Linked DNA regions of Hordeum vulgare: region 2 is linked to region 1. The links are chromatin contacts, called in public Hi-C maps. All regions are on one chromosome and are shown on one strand. The core of a region is the stretch at or near the end of the contact, and the rest is flanking DNA. Distances in the headings are between cores, read along the strand shown. Region 1 holds the start of LOC123426430 (phototropin-2-like). Region 2 holds the start of LOC123426431 (probable ribose-5-phosphate isomerase 2).

The links. A called contact is a pair of places that touch in the nucleus more often than the background predicts.
Region 2: a contact with region 1 is called in a Hi-C map of seedling, with 5 times the contacts expected there. The contact joins the promoter of LOC123426431 here to the promoter of LOC123426430 in region 1. A contact is called at or near these places in 4 of 6 Hi-C or Micro-C datasets (leaf and seedling) and 1 of 1 datasets of contacts at active chromatin or transcription factors (embryo).

What each region holds. Positions count from the first base shown.
Region 1 is chr2H:404,911,880-404,915,457 of MorexV3_pseudomolecules_assembly, forward strand. It overlaps LOC123426430 (phototropin-2-like), which reads right to left and starts at 1,709. Exons shown (of 24, transcript XM_045110268.1): 1 at 1,446-1,709; 2 at 376-893; 3 at 104-286. The coding sequence starts at 815.
Region 2 is chr2H:405,485,198-405,488,775 of MorexV3_pseudomolecules_assembly, forward strand. It overlaps LOC123426431 (probable ribose-5-phosphate isomerase 2), which reads left to right and starts at 1,891. Exons shown (of 1, transcript XM_045110269.1): 1 at 1,891-2,965. The coding sequence starts at 1,993. The coding sequence ends at 2,763.

The DNA of each region.
Region 1 (3,578 bases), core at 459-2,958:
AATCCATCACAAATAAGAGCGCAGCACGCACGAGCAACGACATGTCTGTCTTGATGTGCATTGGACAAGTATATATAAGGTGAAGGTGAGCGCGCGTACGTACCCGATGAACTTGATGACCTTGCCGTTGTCGTCGCGGATGGGGGTGACGGTGAGGAGATTCCAGAACGGCGTGCCGTCCTTGCGGTAGTTGAGCAGCCGGCCGCAGAAGCTCTTGCCGGCCTTCACGGCGTCCCTGATTTTGGCCACCTCGTTCTGGTCCGTCTCCGGACCCTGAAGAAACCGGCTGCACAAAAGCAGAGCTCTATCAAAGCATGCATCGCACCGCACTGACCAAGAAACCGGCGACGATGGATGGCGGAGCACAGCACGTACCAGTTGCGTCCGATGATCTCCTTGGCGGAGTACCCGGTCATGGTGTAGAAGCCGGCGCTGGCGTAGATGATGGGGATGTCGGGGCGGGTGGCGTCCGAGACGACGAACGTCTGCTGCAGGTTGGACAGCGCGTCCTTGAGCTCCTGCGACACCCGCGGCAGCGCGTCGGACGACCCGCGCCCCTCCATGGAAGGCTTGGCGCTGCCCATGCCGGTGCCGCTGCTGCTGCGGCCACGCTGCTCCGGCTTGGGCCACCACCCCTGCTGCTTGCTGCCGCTGCCTGAACCGCCCGGCTCCTCCACGATCTCCTTGCCGCTGGACAGCGACGGCGGCGTCGGGAGGGTGAAGCTGGCCTCCTCGCCGGACCCGGACCCGGACGGGAACGCCATCCACTTCTCCACTGAGTCGGCCACATCTTTCGAGCTGCCAGCGCCCGCCATGGGTTACGTCACGTGCTAGCTGTCGCGACTGATTTGATGAGCGGTGCAACTATGGTCGGCCAACCATCTGCTGAATTTCTGCATCCAAGAAGAGGAAGCAACACATAATTCAGGCATCTCGCAGTCGCAGGCAGTGTTGCTATCATCTTGTCGTAAAATTCATTCAGCAAACCGTGTCCGTGAATTGGGGAGAATGAAGAGAACTTCATCCAATACATTTGAGGCCGTGAACACGAGCAGGTGAAAAATTGAGCAACAACTTCCTACTGTAGTATAGTGACCAATCAAGGGCTCCGAACTTACCGGAAAAAAAGAAGGGCTCCGAACAAATCGAACAGGGGAACTGGATATGTATATTTTAAAGAAAAAACACAACCGAGTTTTGGGTGGGGATATGCCAAGAACTACTTCCAACGTACCGAACCTGATAGATATAGCACAGTAGAGTGTGAACCTACCCTCACTGTTCCATTATCCAAAGCAGACCAATGAAATACCGCTGGTACGTACAGCTCCAGCACGGAATACAGAGACGGCAAGCACATAAAAGGAAAGCAGCAAGACGAATCAAAGGACACAAGTGCACAGCCCAACCAAAAAGAGCAAAAAGCAGAGGAGGATCAACCCAACCTTGAGGTGCGGCAGCTTCCAATGGCAGAGCAGCTGGATGGTAGCTATACAGACGAGACGACCAATCTATCTAGTCCGTGCAGAATCAGGTGCTCCCCCGAAAGCAGAGCGGCAGCGGAAAAGAATGGCGCAAGGGAGAGGATAATGCAATCCTGCCCGTGGTCGACTCACGGACGTCGCCTCGCCCCCTGGCGCTCGCGTTTTGTGGCCAGCGATGGAGGCACGTACGGAACCCGGCCGGTGCGACACGGGGAGGCGTCGTCGCCAGCGAGCGAGCGGGCGAGGCATCGTGCGGACGCGTTTTGCCCCGGGGTGGGGCGCGGGGGTGGTGGCGACGGCGACGGGGAGATTTTTTCGGGGCGGGTGTGCGGCCACGGGAGCGCGCGAGGGGATCCAGTGGATGACGGTCTGCCGGGGAGGTCCGCCTGAGCGTCGCTGTCGCGAGCTTGTTCTTGTTCCCGGACGGCGACGGGCGAGACCAGGGTGGCCGGCTGCTGTGGATAGCTAGGAACAATCGGGTACAAATACCATGGGACGACACGACGTTACAAATTGCGCCTTCTCAGCTTGTGCCTTCTCAGATCTTCCTTTTTAGCACTAGATACATAGAGATTTAACAAGGAAGGGTACGGTTTTGCGCCCGCGTTTTTACAAACCTATGATGATTGCAGATGGCTGGGTTGCGCTTGGGGTTTGTTGATAAGACATCCGCTAAGCTTTTCTTATGGACCGCCCGGCGCCCGCTCAGCGTGGTTATTAGGAGAAGAGAGACAAAACGGGTGCACTGATCTATGAAAAAGAAAACTGAATGAGATAGATGTCCTCTAACACTTGCAGATCTTTTGCCGATTATCACCTCTAGTTATACGTGGGCTACTTCGGGCCGGACCAAAAAAAACCGATGCTAAAATTCCAGGGCCGAGCCCGGCCCGGCCCGACCATCGGGCAAAAATATTGGACCCAAGCCCGGTCCGAACAAGAAAAAGCCCGACTGGGCCCAATCGGTCTGGCCCGGCCAATGGCTTAAAAATAACATTCCTCAAGCCCGAGCCCGGCCCGGTCCGTTCATTGGGCTCAAATTCCACGCGTGAGCCCGGCATGATGGCAAGTATAGGCCCGACCCGGCCCGAAATTTTTGGGTCGGGTCGGGTCGGGCCGTCCTGGGTTGCCCATGGCCAAGTATACCTCTAGTACTACCGGTTGGCAGATCCGATTAGCGCAATCTCAAACTTTGGTATTGATGTTGATATATGTTGAGTTAATTGCAAAAAACCACCACATTGAAGCGTAGGATTGCAGAAAACACTCATATACACATTCGTTGCAGAAAACACATGAAGTGTGCCTAATTTTTTTTTGCAAAAAACACTGACCCGTCTGTTGGAGCGTTTTAAGCACAATTATGACATGTAGGGCCCATTTCTGGTGACGTGGCATCACGGAGAGGCACTAATGCCGTCGAACGTTGCCGCTAGCTCCGTCGACACGCTGGCTCGGTCAAAACTGAACCCAATCGAGACTCAGTCGCTCTTTGTCCTCAGTCCATCGCTCGTCACCCTCTCTTTGTTCTTCTCTTCCGCTGTCGCTCCATCCGTCGGACGCCGACCGCTTCTCCGCCCTGCCATGGTTTTGTGGAATGACGACGAGACCAATGAGGATTCGACCCTGAACATGTGCTCCTCCTGCGACAGCATCATCAAGGTCACTTGCGTATAGCCAGAGCTAGGGTTAGGGTTTGCGAATTGGGGATTTTGTGAAATAGCTCGATCTGAAGCTTGGTTTGCTTTTGTTTGCCTCCCGCGACTTCCTCCTACCATGCACGATCCAAATTTCAACGGGACTGACGTAGATGCGAATGTGTTGTGTGAACACAGCAAGCCAACAGAGAGATTTGTTGCATTTGAAGGGATGCACACGGCAAGGAGGTTTCTGGGGTGTGGTGAGAAGGTCTGCATCTAAACCTATGTAGTGCAAGCTGTTAGTGGGCTCTGTTTACCTCGTGCTTTGCATTTCTTTAATCCGGGTCAGTGCATAATGCTTTGTTTATCATGATGTTTAATTGTGCTAAGCGTGTGGTAGTAGAGAATGGTACTCATTGTTTAATGGAGTCATTGTAAAATGCCCTATTTAGTG
Region 2 (3,578 bases), core at 641-3,140, 570 kb after region 1:
GTTATTTTCCTTGCTTATCCATTTAACCGCAACATTGTGTCCTCTTTTTAAGTTATTCTCATCTTATCAAGTTTTGCATATCTTTTCTACGAGAGTGTTGTCCAAATTTATTTTGATTTCTTGTTTGTTCCTCATGCCATTCTTCATCTCTTGCAACCTTCAAGTTTCGTTCGTTTCACTCGTTTGTCAAAGAAGCAATTTAGTTTTATCTCTTCCTCTTCTCATTCTAAGACCTCGGGTCGAGATCTCTTGTCAGTGGAGGAGAGTTGTAACAACCCAAGACCAAGACTTTCGTATATTTGTTATATATTACTCGGTTGCCTGTTGTGTGATGTTAGTTCCCTTCTTTTTTTGCATTGCATCATGTCACCATGCCATTAATTTTACCAACCAAAATGTTTCTCAAATAAATAAATTGCATAGGTCTCTTGATCCATTTAAATCGAGGGAATTCACATGGTAATTTCTCTTTATAACATATCCTCCCAATATTTTAGGGAGCTATAATAAATATCCCTTTTGGAATCACCCACAAACACACTTGCAATGTCCATGCCTTCTACTACATCTTGGCCTAAAAAACCCTTGCCAATAATTCTTTTCCATTTATCGAGACCCTCGAGCCAAAAATAAGGATAAGACCGCATCTGGGGCGTGACACTGATGATATGGGGTTTTATACATTTGGCCTTGCATCAGTGTGTTGGGCCATATGGAACAGTCACAACACAGCCACCTTTGAGAACAAAATTTTGAGCACCCCTTTTGATGTGGTGTTCTCTCCGTGTGGATTCTTTTCGTATTGGGCAGGTTTATTCGTTGGAGAGGACGAGGAGACCATGGAACACGGGGCTAATATGTTGAATACTCCTGCAACAAACTTGATGAGAATCTGCGCCACGTTCGATGGGATGAAGGTCGACTGATCTGCTGCTACCGTCATTTTGCATTAGTGCTTTGTTAATGCTACTCCTGCGTGAGCTGCTTTTGGAGTGATCTCCTAGACTTGCCTCTTTGATCTAGACTAGGAGTGATCTCCTAGACTTGCCTCTTTGATCTAGACTAGCTGTGGTAGTGAGTAGGTGTCGTTGGGTTTTCGCCCCATGGTGGGTTACTCGTTGACAGACGCTCATGGTGGGTTTCCCTTCGATGTTTTGGACTCGCTTTTTCCCCTTTCATGTTTCCTTTCGGTTGTTGTTCCTTGGACCGATGTATTTCCGTTATGTGAAAGTAATGGAAAGGGGTAGAAGCGCGGTTAAAAAAAAAAGTTAATCACCTAAGCTATACTCATTTCACTATTTGTAGGTTATATTTTGATTTGAGAAGTGAGAAACTGACTTAGAACCACATAAGTTATTCTGGAAAAGGAGGGAATAATATTTTACAGGGCTACACTTTGATTTTTTTTTAACTTACCTGAATAAATGAATTTGGCAGGTAACTTTTGGACATGCGCTATAAAAACTGAAATTTGAGTTCATCAAAGTTAGCTACTGAACCACTCGATATAATAAAAGAAAAAGGACAGTTACCGAACCACAATATACTCATATCTGACATGGTCTCACTGGGGCAGTGGTAGAAAGTTTGCATCCCTCTGAAGATAGGCCTATCAGATGAGCACCGAAACGATGATGATAGTAATCAAGCATGAACCACGCCGTCTCCGTCCGTATGTCGTCCCAGCAACGTGAATCATGGCACTGCAGACTGCAGGGCAAGCAACGGAGAGGAGTGCTGCACGCAGCGTAGAGGACACCTAGAATTAATTTCCGTTCCATTTTACAACGCGTGGGAATAAAGACCGCGTCAGGTCCCTGATTCGCCGCATCTATCACGCATTCCGATGCCCATAAATGCTGCCGATTCTGTGCCATCTCCCCCCACACCACAGGCTCCCATTTCCCGCCGCCTCCTTTCCTAAAAATCCCCCACCTCCCGTTTCTGTTCCCACCCCAATCCCTCCAAGAAACCCTCGCCCCCCGCGCCGCCATGGGCAGCGCCGCCTCGCCGCCGCGGGCCCTCGACGCGGCGACGCAGGAGGACCTCAAGCGCGTCGCCGCGCACCGCGCCGTCGACATGGTGGAGTCCGACATGACGCTGGGGCTCGGCACCGGCTCCACGGCCGCGCACGCGCTCGACCGCCTCGGGGACCTCCTCCGCACCGGCGCGCTGCGCGGGGTCGCCGGGGTGCCCACCTCCCTCAAGACGGAGGCGCACGCCGCGCGCGTCGGGATCCCCATGCTCGCGCTCGCCGACGCCGCCGAGATCCACCTCTCCATCGACGGCGCCGACGAGGTCGACCCGGACCTCAACCTCGTCAAGGGCCGCGGCGGCTCGCTCCTCCGCGAGAAGATGATCGAGGGGGCCGGTGCCCGCTTCGTCGTCATCGTCGACGAGTCCAAGCTCGTCCCCCGCCTCGGCTGCACCGGCGCCGTCCCTGTCGAGGTCGTTCCCTTCGGCAGCGTCTACACGCTCGGCCTCATCCGCAAGGTGTTCGACAAATTGCCGGGCTTCCACGCCAGGCTCAGGACCGTCAAGTCCAAGGCCGGCGACCACCAGGAGGACCTCTTCCTCACCGACAACGGCAACTACATCGTCGAGATGTTCTTCGACGACGGCATACACGGCAACCTGCGCGACATCAGCGACAGCCTGCTGCGCATCACGGGCGTCGTCGAGCACGGCATGTTCCTCGGCATGGCCACCAAGGTCATCGTCGCCAAGAAGGACGGCACCGTGGCGGTCCTCAGCAGGAAGTAGACGCCTGGGGAAGAATCTGCAGAGGAGATGACAATAAGCCAAGATTGAAGCAGAACCTCTTCTTGCTCATGCGGTGAACTTGCTCTACGTTACTGTTATTGCTCCTTATTCATGGGTATAATGCGATGGTGCCCAGCTTAGTGTGGTGAAGCTAATAAGTTTTGGACTTCGCTCCATAATGTTATCAAGTCGGTTTTCTTCATCGCTCGTCTGCCAATTTTGACTCCATGTTTAGGCCTGATATTTTTTGCTTGCATCAGCTGTCCGACCCCTCTCGATTTAGTAGTAGCCATGTGCGGACGTGCCTGTGTTTTGTGTACACCAATCCAAGACAGGAAAAGGATTGGCTACGGTCCGATAGAGTCCAAATCAAGTAGTCTCAACTAGGCATGGATGGAATGTGCATGGCAGTTTTTCTTTAGGTTTAATGCTCCGATTCAGTGCACCAGATTTCTAGATATCCGTTTGTATGGAGACACTTTCTTTTGCCACTTCTTTCTTCCTTTCTGCCACCGAAATGAGCCACTCTTTTCCGCACTTGTTTTTTGCATGGACAATAGTGTTTCGCTTTTAAGTTTTAACACAAGCAAAGAAAAAATAAACTTCGTGAAAAAAACACCTCTAAGAACATCTTGACAATGTTTCGTAAAAAATTATGGATAGTGAAATTGAAGCATTTTACATATGCTAACTTTTGAGATTTTTCTCCTAGGCAAATAGTTCTAAAAAAATCACAGAAGTAACCCTCATTGACTTTTCCAAAGTTTAAAATTGTAAGTGTTTTTTCAGATCTGAAGAATTGAAATTGCTGATTG